2 separate regions of the Zea mays genome follow, and region 1 is linked to region 2. A link is a contact called in public Hi-C data. All regions are on one chromosome and are shown on one strand. Each heading gives the region's core, a stretch centred on a gene start, on an enhancer-like site or on the middle of the called end of the contact. The rest is flanking DNA. Distances are from core to core; before and after follow the strand shown.

Region 1 (6,884 bases), core at 754-3,253, 200 kb after region 2:
TTTTTACGCGGTGTATCACACTACATAAATATCTATATCATGTAATATAATTAGTATCAATATTTGTTATAAACTGGTTCCAACGAGCCTAGTTGCATGACTGTTGTAGATATCTTATTTTTATGGACGAAATAAATCATTTAAATCAGATTTTTTGTTTCCATGCATGCCAATCCATTTCCTTTCAACGCACATTCTTGTCATCCTAAATTTGTGCACATACAGCAGGAAACAGTTTTTTACGCGGTGTACCTCACTGCATAAATATGGTTAGTCGTGTTTTTGAGGACCTTCGGAGGAAGAAGGCCTCCAACAAATATATATTGTATATTACGAGTCCTAAGCTTTCAATAGCTAAGGGAAGCTCTCGCCAATGCTTTTATCCTGTTCAGCCACACCAGAGCCAAGGCATCTATAAAAAGAGCCCTAGGCCGCTAGGGATCAGATTTTTAGCGGCGCCTGTGGTGACGCCCTCCCTCCCCCTCGATGCACGAGCGACGACGCATCCCTCTTGAGGCACGCGCGGCGGCAGCGATCCTAGAGGATCTTCAAGCGGTGGTGGCAACGACGATCGGTCGGGGCAGCCCGCCGAGGCTCGAGCGGCGGACGCGCAAGACGTGTGGTGCGAGCGAAGGTGACAGTTGTGTAGGAGCGAGCGGTGGTGGTCGCGCGTGACATCCTCTGATCGAGCTTGGCTTGGGCATCCTCTGGCGACGACCTCCTCCAATCTAGTGGCCTCGATGGCATCCTCCGATGACGACCTCCTTTGATCCATGTTTAGACTTTCAATGATTGTGTTTATACCTACTCTATTTATGCATTCTGTTGTGGGTTTTATGATGATGATTGCTACATCTTTCTGAATTAAAAAGCTTACAACAAAAACAAAACACTCTATCAACATGTTTTGAATAAACCAACCATTTTCTATCATGAACTTCTCCATTCCTCATCTTTCTAGAGTAATGAGTATATGAAAAATGTCTACCATTAGAATCCAAAGGAAATACAATATTTTCTTCTCTTATAGGCCCCTTCCCAACCAATATATCCCTCGACTTGTTATCAAGATTACCCCAATTCCTTGGGTCATAGATATCCTCAGTAGGAACCGACTGTTCATCAAAGCTATCATTTTCTATATGAGATGAATCAAATATTGGATCATGGCCAGTCACATCATTACCATTTGTGTTGATGTCAACATTTTCTTCAAATGTAGGGTCATGATCTTCTTCGTTGGTATTTGGTTGTTCCGCCACAACAACTATAGCCAAATTTGGTTGATCTTCATTACTTGAAGTTCTTGTATTAGTGCGAACAAATTTATCCATGGCACCTCTTTGTGATTCTATAAATTCCTCTACTTCTTTCCTTCTCTTCCTTTTCTTACTACCAGATGGATGCTTTCTAGGCGCCATGGTTGTAATCTGAATATTAAAATATAATTATATAAATAGATGAGAACTAACAAACTTTACTTCCAAACTGTACCAATTAGGAGATAAATAAACTAACAAACCATACTTGAGAACAGCTGCAATGGATGCACGCATGTTGGCTCTTGGCTGGTTGCTGATCCGCTGATGGCGTGAATCGTGATGGCTGATGGGATTAGTGTCTGCTGCGGGCCTAAGGCTCCAAGCAGATAGACAGGGGTACCGCTGTACCGGGTACAGCCGTACAAGGAAATGGAATTGGAAACCGCTCGGTGCTGTGCTCACAGGGAAATGGAATTGGGAACGTCAATCACGCGCGGCAGGTTGCGCGTCGTCAAGATTGTTGCGCGCCTTTCAATCGGCTCCTGTGGCTAAGGACGACATGTGGTTTTCCTGTGAATCACATGTCTCCTAACCCCATTATTTGCTGATCTGTAGTTAGGCGAGAGCCACAGGACAGCAGCTATAAATATGTGCATTGTAGTGGCCACATACCCCGCGCACTTGGGTCACAACAGCTCACGCTACTCAGCTCGATTTCATATAGAGGCGCTGACGACAGCCATGGCGCCGAAGACTGTGTGGGGGTATTTCTTCATCGATTATATCCCAGAACCATTACAGGCATGTTCATATATCATCTTCCTAAGTCGTTGGCTTAGTCTTCAATGTATCGTTCGTATATAGCTAATAAGCAACGTTTATCTGCATGTACTATTGTTTCAACTAGAAAGGCCCATATAATGAAAATGTGTTTCATGATGTTGGTTAACTTCATCCTTATATTATTAACCCATGCATGCATATTTATAACGCTAGTGGATCAATCAGAGCGCTCTCACACATAGGATAACATCTTAGCCAATATAAACACTAATTGTCGTTCACATATGTACATTTGTACATCTGGTGCATTTCTAACACAACGGGCATATAATAATACTTGGTAGAACTTGTAGTTATGATATTTATCAGTTACTAATCTACATGCTTTGCCATGTTTATATGGAACTTTTGTGTGTCTTCATTTGATATCTTGGTCCAAGGCTTAATAGAGTACCCATGCATCAACAAGGTGTTTGTCTCGAAGGAACCTCTGGGTTAAGTGAGCTTAGGCTAGAGCAATTTTGGGATCGGTGACCGATCCAAAAGTCTTTTCGGGTGCGCATGAGTAGGGACAAAGTGCATACAAAAGACTTGTGTTGATCTGTAAGTATGGTCTATGATTTTAGAGTATTGCCAGGAATAAGTACTGCTGATTCGAAAGTGAACGGCACTTCAGTATGCGTTTAGTTGAAACCTTGCTCTAAACTGGAGAAATGATAATGGCAAAATTGCCAATGGCTCCTCTAAACTGTGGTGTTGCAGCTTGTTGCAGTCCATTTCTTATAGTTTTTTATTTTCAATATAACGAAATGGACTGACAGCAGTCCCTAAATTTGTGAGGTGGTGTTATCTTGATTCTAAGCCTTCATTTTGTATATCTGAATCCCCAAACTTGCTCTTTGTCTTATCACTAATCCTCCCTCTCCTCTCTCTCTCCCGTGCTATCCGTCATCCCTCACCCATCGCCGGTGCGCCCGTCGTTGTCCCTCACATCCATGCCATCCACACCGACCACCACCACTATAGGGAAATAATGGTAGATGATAGCGGATTGGCAGGACAGGACAAGCCGCGCGCACAGGGCCAAGCGTGTCCCTAGTCGTCCAATGCTAAGGCCACCGCCTAGACTATTGTCATTAATTCATTATCCTTTGTCCATGACGTTGTTCAACAGGCCTCTTTTCCTTTTCCTCTTCACACGCTGTGACCCCCTTCTACCGACACAATATAGAACCGGTGGTGGTGCAGTAACTATTAGGGTATGTACCACCCGAGACTCTGATTTAGTTTTTAAAATACCAGAGACAACTAAGAGACTGTATAATATAATTTTAAAACTTTAGATAATAAATACAGCTAAAAGATAACATGTATAGGGAGTCATGAAAAGACGTCTCTTGTTTTTTTTTCACTTAGCCTCTTAAAGACCGCTCAAGAGACTGTATATTAAATGGAGTTGCACATGCCCTTAGAGCATCTCCAAAAGCTCCCCAGAGGTCTCCCTAAATCAAGTTTTTTTGGAAAAAACACAAAAAGTGTCTCCAACAGTTAACCTAAAGTGCTCCCAACTTTTTCATAGTCATTAAAACTCCCTCATTTGTAGTTACAAATGGGGTTTTTTTGGGTCCACATAAACAATCTGCCACAAGAGATCTGTTGGAGAAAGAATTAAAATCTACCCCCACTAATTTTTTTAGATAACCCTTAAAACTGATTTTCAGGAGTCATTTTCTCGGGAGCTCTTGGAGATGCTCTTATGCGGCTATCCATACTTATCTTACTCTAAATTCCTACTCTAAAAAGAATATTTTATCTTATTTATCAATATTTTGTTCACAACTACTCTATATCTCAATCATATACAAACTACCAGATTTTTTATCCATATATATCAAACACATCGGGCCCCATCATCCAACTCCTTCCCACCAACATGATTGCACAATAGAGTAGGAGAGAATAAACTCTGTAAATAAGGTTTCTCTTGCACACTTTAAATTTAGAGTGCCAAGTAAGATATGTGGTTGTAGCAATTTTTTACTGCATGCATAGTGTGCACTGCGACCAGCCATTCACGCGACTCACGAGGCCAAGCTACACCCATCGCGACTTTTTATACTAGTATCGCCATGCTACCAACATCCACATATGGGTGCTTGACACCACGTCATGCATGCCATATATGGGGTCCCTAGTTTTCGTTCTGTCGGCACCATACATGTTCGCTTCGAATTAAAACCCATTATTTAGACTGTTGTAGATACAATTTATACAGACAAAAATATTATATAAGTAATAGAAGTCGGTACCGATTAAAGCCAAACAAACAGTCATATGGCTTCGTTGGGTAACCTATGGCTACCATGTCCATAGAGAAGGTGCTCGTATATAAAGTCATGTTTGTAACTCATAGAGCTAATAATTAGCTAACTAACAAAATGTTAGCTGGATTGTGCCAGCTAATAAACTAATTGTTAGTTGTGTGTTAGATAACAATTAGCTAGGATATTAGTTGAGGATTTGAAACCTCCACAGTAATTTTAGCAGCTAACTATTAGATATAGAGGATTCAAACAGGGTCAAAGATAGATAAATATACTATAGGATTACATAGAATAGGACTTTGTGGGCTTCCGGCATAAGAAAAGCTAAATGATTAACACGAGACATCAGTTTATATAGGGCAGGGTACTAGGTCATGTAGGGCCTATTTGGTGTAGCGTCGAAGCTGCCACACCCAGCGCTCGATTTGGCCGCCACAACGGCGACGGCAAACCTATGACGCGTTGTGGCGTGGGCGGCGGCCAACCAAACAGGCCTGTAATACCATACTTCCTATGTAGCATGGTGTCTTGCGTTGGATTGCTAATTATGATATGTTACAAGTGGAGTACCAATGCATCTCTTTATATATAGTCCAAAGGATAGACGTACAGGTCGAGATCTAGTCGGTCAAGGCAGAAGAGTTCTGATCCAATTAGGGGTCATTTGGATCCATTCATTTTAGAGGAATTAGAATCTACTTAACATATGATCTTTAACATATGGTCTCGGTAACACTTCTCGAGTCCTGAGTTCGACTGTTCTCATATAGTCTACGGTGTCGCTTAATGATCATAGGTTATCTTGCTCCTATAGGTTGAGCTTTTTTTTTGTCCGCATCACCCCTATATCGACATGACGTGTAAGATAGCAGGTCAAGTAATACCTATTTTCATCACCTGAACCAGTTCCCCATTTAGGGCTTATTCGGTTAGCTCTCAATCCATGTGGATTGAGTGGAATTGGATGGGTTTAAATCTCAAATAAGTCAAACTTCTTCTTATTTTTTCCCAATCATATCCAATCCATGGATAACGGTATTAACCGAACAAAGCCTTAATTAAATCTCACCCCACCACACCGAGCCCACCCAAAAAATGATTCCCTCGTGCTGCCCCCACCTAATTAAATGTCGCCCCACCACACCAAACCCATCCAAAAAATGATTCCCTCATGCCGCCCCCACCTAATTAAATCCTCTGCTAGTATATCGTAAGTCATTGTGTTTCTTTCTATATATGTTTTATAAAGGATATGATCTATTGTCTTTCCTCTGCACCCCTGCAACTGGCAGGTTTCAGACAAACAGAGAGTCGTGGAACTGAAAGGGGAGGTGGCACGCCTCTTCGAGGACTGCAACTGCAAGGATGTCGTGGAGAGAATGAACCTAGTTGATGTGGTCCAGCGTCTGGGAATAGATCACCATTTCAAGGAACAGATAGACACGGCCTTGAAGAACATTCAAGGAGCTGAGTTCAATAGCTCGGATCTCCATGAGGTCTCCCTCCGTTTTCGCCTGCTAAGGCAGCACGGGCTTTGGGTTCCAGCAGGTGATCGATCTTTAACATACAGCCTTGTATTGTATCATGAGACGACATTCCATGAACACCTACGCACTTGTTATTTACAAAGCAATGATCTAGCATATTCTACGTGCATTAATCGACTGATTAATTGTTGTAGATCAATTCGACAAGTTCAGACGACAGGAAGACGGGAGCTTCAGCAGCGACATAGCTGACGACCCAAAGGGCTTGTTAGGCCTATACAACGCAGCTAGCCTTTTGATCCACGGCGAGGAGGTGCTCGAAGAAGCGCTCCTGTTTGCGAGGCGGCACCTGGAATCGATACGACGGGGTGGTGGCCTCCACGACTCCCCTTATTTGTCGGAACAAGTCGGGCGCTCCCTTAAGATCCCACTGCCAAGGACCCTCAAGAGGCTGGAAGCAGTGTCCTATATCCCGGAATACAGCAGTGCCGACGACACAACGTACATCCACCCTGAGATACTGGAGCTCGCCAGGCTAGATTTTAACCTCCTGCAGCATGTTCACCAGAATGAGCTGAGGACAGTTACTCAGTAAGTGTGTGGACTGACCCTGAGATGCGTTTGGTTGTGGGACAGCTGAGGACAGATAAGATAGTCGTCCCTCCAATTTTGAAGAACAATTGGAGATAACACTAGGATAATCATGTCCCAACCCTTAAACCCTGAAACAAACAACCTTATTTAAGGAACCGTCCTATCCCACTCCGTTTCTGTCATTACAACCAAACGAGCACCCTAAAAGTAGCTAGCTAGTGCTCCCGTGCGGCCAAGTGTTTTCTAGACTGATGGTAATTATATCTGTACCAACAGGTGGTGGAAGGGTCTTTGTGATGTCATTGGGCCAGACTACGGGAGGGATCGGATTGTTGAGTGCTACTTCTGGGCTTTCAGTATGTACTACGAGGAAGAGCATGCACGGGCACGGATGATCCTTGCCAGGTTGATCATGCTAGCATCTTTGTTAGATG
Region 2 (7,154 bases), core at 594-3,093:
ACTAAGTTCCTATTTGTAACCACAAGGCTTGTGGCTGAAAGACGGAGTTCATATCCTGCATACCTGTATTATCTTTCAGATGTGAGTTTTTAACAGAAACATCTTTGACAACATCTGCCTTCTGAGGTTTTTGAAAATCTGATAGAAGAATCACAACTTGTTACACAGGAGTGAGTACATGTCTACATGGGACCTTACAGCAATATGCATAATAGTGGTTATAATAACATTACAACGCGATGATGTATTCAGAGTTTTTTTTGGGGCAACAATAGCTAGGCATCAAAACAAGTATGTCCTGTGAAGTATCAACATATGTCCATACAAACAATGAAAAACACACATGTTGCAAATGAACCAGATAATAACAGATGTATTGGCTAACCACCCATGTAAACCCTGCAAGAACATGGGTGTAGATTTATTCCGACAACCAGTTTTTTTACATCTCCTATTGCCAAATCTTGCTTGCAAATTGCAAAGATATGGCTTCTCTACAGCTCCTTATAGGTAGATTATGACACTAAGTCCAAATACTAGATGCACTATGCACATGATATGGCAGATAAAATACCCCTCTTTTATTATACAAATGGGCAGAAAAGTGACTCACCTATATCATTTCTGGTTAGCACAACGGACGCCAAATCGTCACTGTTATCAAACTTCCATATCATATCACTAACAAGGACAGATGGGCTGCAACAAACGAGATGACTAATTCAACCTAACGGGAAAACACAACAGCTACGTATTTACTCAATCAATAAGATATAGCATAGCTTTTGAGATAAATATAATGTAGAAAGAACAGAGCAGGTGAGAGCAGCAACAAAAGGTACATCAAACATGAAGAAAGCAACATGTAAGATGCTAAGGATACATGGTGCAGTTGAAGCTCACAATAGTATGGTACCCAAAAGAACATGCATAGATCCAAATTATAGAACACAAAATGAGTTAGGGTGCAACTGGTACTACAGCGGATTACATATATTGAAACACTATTAGAAAGTTGTGTCTTGAGTGTTTAACTGAATTGGCTGTAACTTTGTTTCTCCTGCATTCATGCAAGCATCAAATGCTGGTTGAAAGATATACTTGAAACATACTAATATTGTGGTACAGTGGGGATTCTGATCTAATGTTAGAACATAATCTAGAGAACAGAAAAGCAAAGGCATAGAGATGACAGGCAACAAGTCAAGAGATTTTACTGGAAGCAAGCTTGGCAACATACATGGCTGTTTCAGGGCAGCACTGGAGGACTAAATGTCGATCCTCGCCTTCACCAACCGATTCATGAGCGAACCTAGGTAGAAGCAGGCAAATTAGCTGTTAGGCACAGCACACACACACACAGCATCACCCCAATTGAAGCTAGCAGGTGTACCCATAGATTTCAGCAAGGCGATGCAAGAGAAGGCGGTGGTAGGCCCCAGCAGGCTGAAGCTCTATCGTATCCGCCGCATCGTCGTCCTCTTCACGGTCGCCGTCGCGGCAGTGCAGCTGCTGGAGGGCTGCGATGAGGGCTTCCTCGGTGGAGAGGATCAGGTGCTTGCTGTGCAGGTTGTCCTTGATGAGCGAGGCCAGCTCCTCAACCATGGCGAACTGAGTGGTAGTCATCTCCGGAATTGGATTGCTGGTGGAAGCAGCGACCCAATCCAATCTGCCAGGAGTCGAAGCGCGGAAGTGCTGCTGAGGAAAGCCTAGCGACTAGCGTAGCGGGATTTTTGCAACAACCGCAATCAGGGAGGCGGGATTTTTGCAACAACTGCCTGGACGAGAAGGGGATTCGGAGGAAAGCCCTGGGCTGAAGCAAGTATCGTTAGGCTAGGGCTTGGACGCCGTTGGTGGGACAAATGCTTATTCTGGGTACCATATATCTTCGTTCGCTAAAATATTTTAATGAGAAATTGTCAATAGCTAAAAATACCTCACAATACATATGCTTCTTGCTTGATTACCTCACTGTCATTTATTTAGCACTACCGTACCTAGCGGTGAGAAAAGAGCTGCCGTTCTTGCGATAGCAGGGATGGGTGGCGGCGGCGTGCACAACGATTGGGATGTGGGAAGGGGCAGCAATAGGGAGGGGCGGCGGTGACGCCCCTGTGGACTGTGGTGATGGACGATGACGACGCTGTCAACGATTAAGGGCTTGATTGGCTAATCTTGGATTGAGGTGGATTGAAGTGGTATAAGGTGTATTGAAGTGTAATATGAACTAATTTCTCTTTCTTGCCTGAAGGGAAGGGGAAGCGACAGGGATGATGTGTACGTGATGTTGTAAAGGCAAACTGCATTTACTGAATTAGTTTACGAGAAGTGTTTAATAGGGGTAAAATCTAACACTTTAAAGCCTAGTTTTAATACTCTATTATTTACCTTAATCCATATGTATTGATCTGGATTATGGTGTAACTTAGTTTAATAGAATTGGACTTATAGTGGAGTAATCTAGCTAGAGACACATGTATTGTGGGGTATTTTAGATATTGGCAATATCAGTGAGGTATTTTGGTGAGCGGCCATGTATAGGGACCCAAATAAGCAAATTTGGTTAGTGGGGGAGCCGCTAGATAGGCCATGTGTTATGTGTATCCGTACATGCACGGAGTCAAAACTCTCCATTTGGAACTGGAATTGGATCTGAGTGGCGTACAAACTCCAGAGGTGTGGAGGCGGAGGATCGGTCGGTTAGTCTCAAAGGGAACTGTTGAAGCGGGTGCGGTTAGAGCGTCACACAAAATATATTGTTTTTAGTAGATCATATAAACGGTCGCACATCAGTAAAGCGTGCGCGCACGACGCACGAATATTGAGACATGTGTCCCACTGAAGCAGCTAGCATTTGCACAACCACATGAACTCGCTAATATCCACGATGCCACGGGATGACGTGAACTTTGTGTCCGCATGCGCGATCTATTGAATGCATGAATAATATGATTTTGTTACTCATTTTTCACATCCATAGTCGCATCCACGATGCTGTGAGATGACGTGCATTTTTGTGTGATCGTATGCGCGATCTGTTGGAAGCATAAATAATATGATTTTGTTACTTATTTTTCACATCCACAGTCACATCCACAACTTGTTGGAGATAGCCTCAGTCCTTTCGGACTCTCCGTTCTCCTCTCTCCCACTTTGTATTAAACTAAAGGTTAGACGAGTTGGGTTGCGAATACTTTTGAGCTAGGAAATACGATAAGGGTCGTTCTATTCTATTTTAAAGTTATACATTAGCTCCATAAACTTAGCTTATGCCAAAATACATGGGGACCATTTTTTTTTTCAAAACTTATCAAGAAGTACTTGAAAACTCAAAATTTGTAACTGACTTGTAAAGTTGTGAGACTAATATCTGCCATAATATGATATTTATTCTACTCTCTTTCTGTACCATTCTACTCCCCTTGCACAACATTCTCTTTCACCTCTTTCTCGTATGCAACAGTGTCATTGATGAGGAAGTCCTCCTAAACCATCAAGTGGAACCTGTGGCATGGTGAGAGCACCTAGAGGGGGTGAATAGGTGATCCTATAAAAATCAAGTCTAAACAACACAAACTTGGTTTATAATAAACGTTAGTGAGATCAAAACCAAGGTGCTATGGATAGAGAGGAGAGAACTCTTCACTTGATTGTTCATTTATAATATGTATTAAACTTAGGAACAATAGCGCAAGTGAATATATGAGAACTCTATGGAAGAAAACAATCACAGAAAATGATGCACAAGTGACATGGTGATTTTATCCCGTGGTTCGGCCAATGCCTACTCCACCTGGTGAACTCCTTCGGTCAAGGATTGCACTCAATCCCTCTCAACTGATCCAATGGTCAAGCTTGAGTACCACAATTTTCTTCCCTTTTATCAAGTGTTCCCTCTATGGGGAATCTCCACAAGTTTGAGCCTCTCACCCTTACAAGATTGATCACAAGAACCACAAGAGTAAGGGAGGGAATAGAAACACACACGAGAACTAGAGTCGTAGCAACAATACACACATAAGTCAAGAGTTGAGCACAAAAAACAACGCAGCGGAGCCACAGCTCAAAGAAGTGCTCAAATATCAAGCGCAATGAACCAAATGCGTGCTTGCGGAGTCTAGGCGTCGTAGGATGTTCAATGGAGGCTTGGTGTACTGCTCCATGTGCCTAGGGGTCCCTTTTATAGCCCTAAGGGAGCTAGGAGCCGTTGGAGCTCCATTTGGAAGGCCCTGGTTGCCTTCTGTCTACGGGTGCATCGGACTGTCAGGTGCACACCGGACAGTGAACAGTACACGCGCTGGGCATGGCAGAGAATCCCCTGATTGGTTGGTTTCCGCTTCTGGGGACACCAGACTATCCGATGCGGGACACCGGACTATCTGGTGTGCCTGTTGACCGTTGGTCTGGTGTTGACGTGGCCACTAGTCGTTGACCGCTGGCTCACCGGACTGTCTGGTGCCTCGTGCGAATGGTTCGGTGAATTATAGCCAACACATGCAAGAATTCTCGAGAGCGCCCAGTTGACCGGACCTTGCACCAGACTATCCGGTGGGTGGCACCAGACCGTCTGGTGCTGCGCAGTCCAGCACCTTTTCTATGTTTCTTCCTTTTGTCTTCCTTTGTTTCTTTTGGACTTCACTTAGCTGAGTCCCTGGTACTTAGACAAACATGATTAGCACACAAATCAATTGACTCAGTGTCCAGAGCATACCTTTTTGCTTGATCCATCTAGATTTGCACTAAGTCCTCTTCCAAGCTCATTTTGCCTCGAACACTTTTGCTCAACATCATGTTAGTTCAAACATATTGTGTTGTGTATCTAATCACCGAAACACTATAGAAATGGCCCAAGGGCACATTTCCCTTTCACATGGGAAGATGACACATGGTTCTTTGTTAGCCTAAGAGGCCCTCGATGCCTATCCAAAGGTCTTGCATCGTCTATTCAGATTCTATGGCAAAATCGAGGATGTCATAATTATGCTCAAGTAGATCCAACTATGCACATTGAGGCCATATGGGATCATAACCGTGAAGGGAAAGGCTATCGATATGATGGAGAAGCCTGAATTTGGTGCACATGGATAAGAATGATAACCACTTGTAGTAGTTGGGATATTGGAACTCCAAGATGATCAGTTCATGTGTCTTGCCATTGACAAGTGCCTGTTATTGGTGGGGGCACCTCTGTGCCATTGTCAAGCTCTTAAGGTGGTCATGTCAAAGTCCACATAGTTGGTGCCCAAGATGTCATAGTTTGTGCCCAAGATGACATTATAGTAGATTAGGTAGGGAGGAAGCATAAGGATTTAGATGGCTAGAAGGGGTGAATAGTCTATAGAAATTTCTCTACAATTTATAAATCACCAGAGCAAAGTGGTTAATGTAAAAGGTGGTCCTAATAGACACTACATGCACTTACTATAGTTCATTTTAAGGAAGCCCCCTACACAAGTCTAGTAGCAGGTTGATTCTATCCTAATCACTTCAATACACAAAGCTACTAGCTACACAACTACACAAGATAGCAACTAGCAACTAGTTACAACTAAGAACAATTAACTACAGTAGTGCTACTACTAACACGAGATACCATTAGTCAACTACACAAGCAACATGCGCTACACTAGTAATAATATGAATGAAATACAAGACTAGCAATTTTATAGAACTGAGCAAGAGAGATGGCACAATCATCTTTTCTTCCATGATTTGGCTACTTGCCGACAATTAATCCCCATTGCGGTGAGTCTTATAGTGAATGATTCATGCACTCACTAGCATATCAAGTTAGACTCACAACTTGGGTATCGCAAGAATCAAGCCCACAAGCCGTCCTTCTAGCCATGAGCAATTTACTACAATGTCCATTCACACTCTGCAAGATGGGATCAAGAACCTTTCACAATCAACTTGATCGAAGGAAAAACAATCACCATTTCCCTTACGAATCATCGAAGCTCCAATCATATAGATGGATGCAACCACCTAGAGTAACAAGAATGCCCAAGCTTCAACAATCACTAGTGCCACCAATATGTAATCAACCAATGCAATCATCTAGTAATGATTCAATCTCTCTCAAATGTGTTTGTAAGTGAACAAGAGTGGGAGGCTTTTCTCACCTCTAGAGAGATGAGGGAGATGAAACAAGTGGCCAAGATAGTTCCCAATCTAGTGCAAACATCTAGTTTTGGTGTCTAAACACCAAGCTTAACCCTCCTTGCATGTAGGTGAACTACAAGAGAGGTGTGAGTCATTGGGTATTTGATAGTGATGTACCCAATGTATTATAGGTGATTCTCGGATGTTCACCTCACCCAGTAAAGAAGTAGATGATCAAGAGAAGATAACCTTTGAGAATAATTCTAAAAGCAAAGTTAGAGGTTTTAGTGAAGTGGCAATATCAAATGATCACTCAATATTTAGTGTCCTCTTAGTTGCATCACTAAGCATTAATCATTGGTCAATTTTGTGATCTTAGCTGCCAATGTCTATTCACAAAGGAGGTTGTTGTATCTAGAAAGGATGATAACCAAGTCATATTCCAATGATTTAGATGTAACAATCTATATTTAGTGGATTTTCAATTTGGAAGATGCCAACTTGAAGACATGCCTATTCACCAAACTTCAATTGGGTGGTTATGGCATAGAAGGCTTGGTCATGTTGGAATAGGGACACTCAAGAAGTTATTAAAGAAATAGATGGTTAGAAGGTTAAAAGATGTTGTTTTGAGAAGTACAAACTATGTAGTGAATGTCAAGTCGGCAAACAAGTTAGAAATGCACATCCTATAAAAGCATTCATGTCAACACAAGGCCACTACAATTCCTACACATGGATTTACTTGGTCCAACATGATATACAAGTGTAGGTGGCAATCTCTATTGTCTTGTGATTATTGTGGATGATTATTCAAGGTACACTTGGGTGTTCTTCCTACAAGAGAAGTCTAAATTTACATTAATATTCAAAAAATGCTAATAAAGCACAAAATGAATTTGATTGCAAGATGAAGAAAATTATAAGTGACAACGGAAAAGAGTCCGGCAACAAAAAACATCATGACGTTTATGCAACATACACCCTCAACAAAATGGTGATGTCGAGAGGGAAAATGGGATATTGATCAATTTTGCTAGGACTATAAT

What was found. A called contact is a pair of places that touch in the nucleus more often than the background predicts.
Region 1: a contact with region 2 is called in a Hi-C map of ear, with 2.8 times the contacts expected there. The contact joins the promoter of LOC732834 here to the promoter of LOC100192048 in region 2. A contact is called at or near these places in 3 of 25 Hi-C or Micro-C datasets (ear, endosperm and tassel).

Annotation. Positions count from the first base shown.
Region 1 is chr1:61,135,748-61,142,631 of Zm-B73-REFERENCE-NAM-5.0, forward strand. It overlaps LOC732834 (terpene synthase8), which reads left to right and starts at 2,004. Exons shown (of 7, transcript NM_001112442.1): 1 at 2,004-2,063; 2 at 5,662-5,917; 3 at 6,051-6,447; 4 at 6,727-6,884. The coding sequence starts at 2,004.
Region 2 is chr1:60,933,482-60,940,635 of Zm-B73-REFERENCE-NAM-5.0, forward strand. It overlaps LOC100192048 (R3H domain protein), which reads right to left and starts at 1,844. Exons shown (of 5, transcript NM_001137471.2): 1 at 1,394-1,844; 2 at 1,241-1,312; 3 at 614-699; 4 at 64-138. The coding sequence starts at 1,626.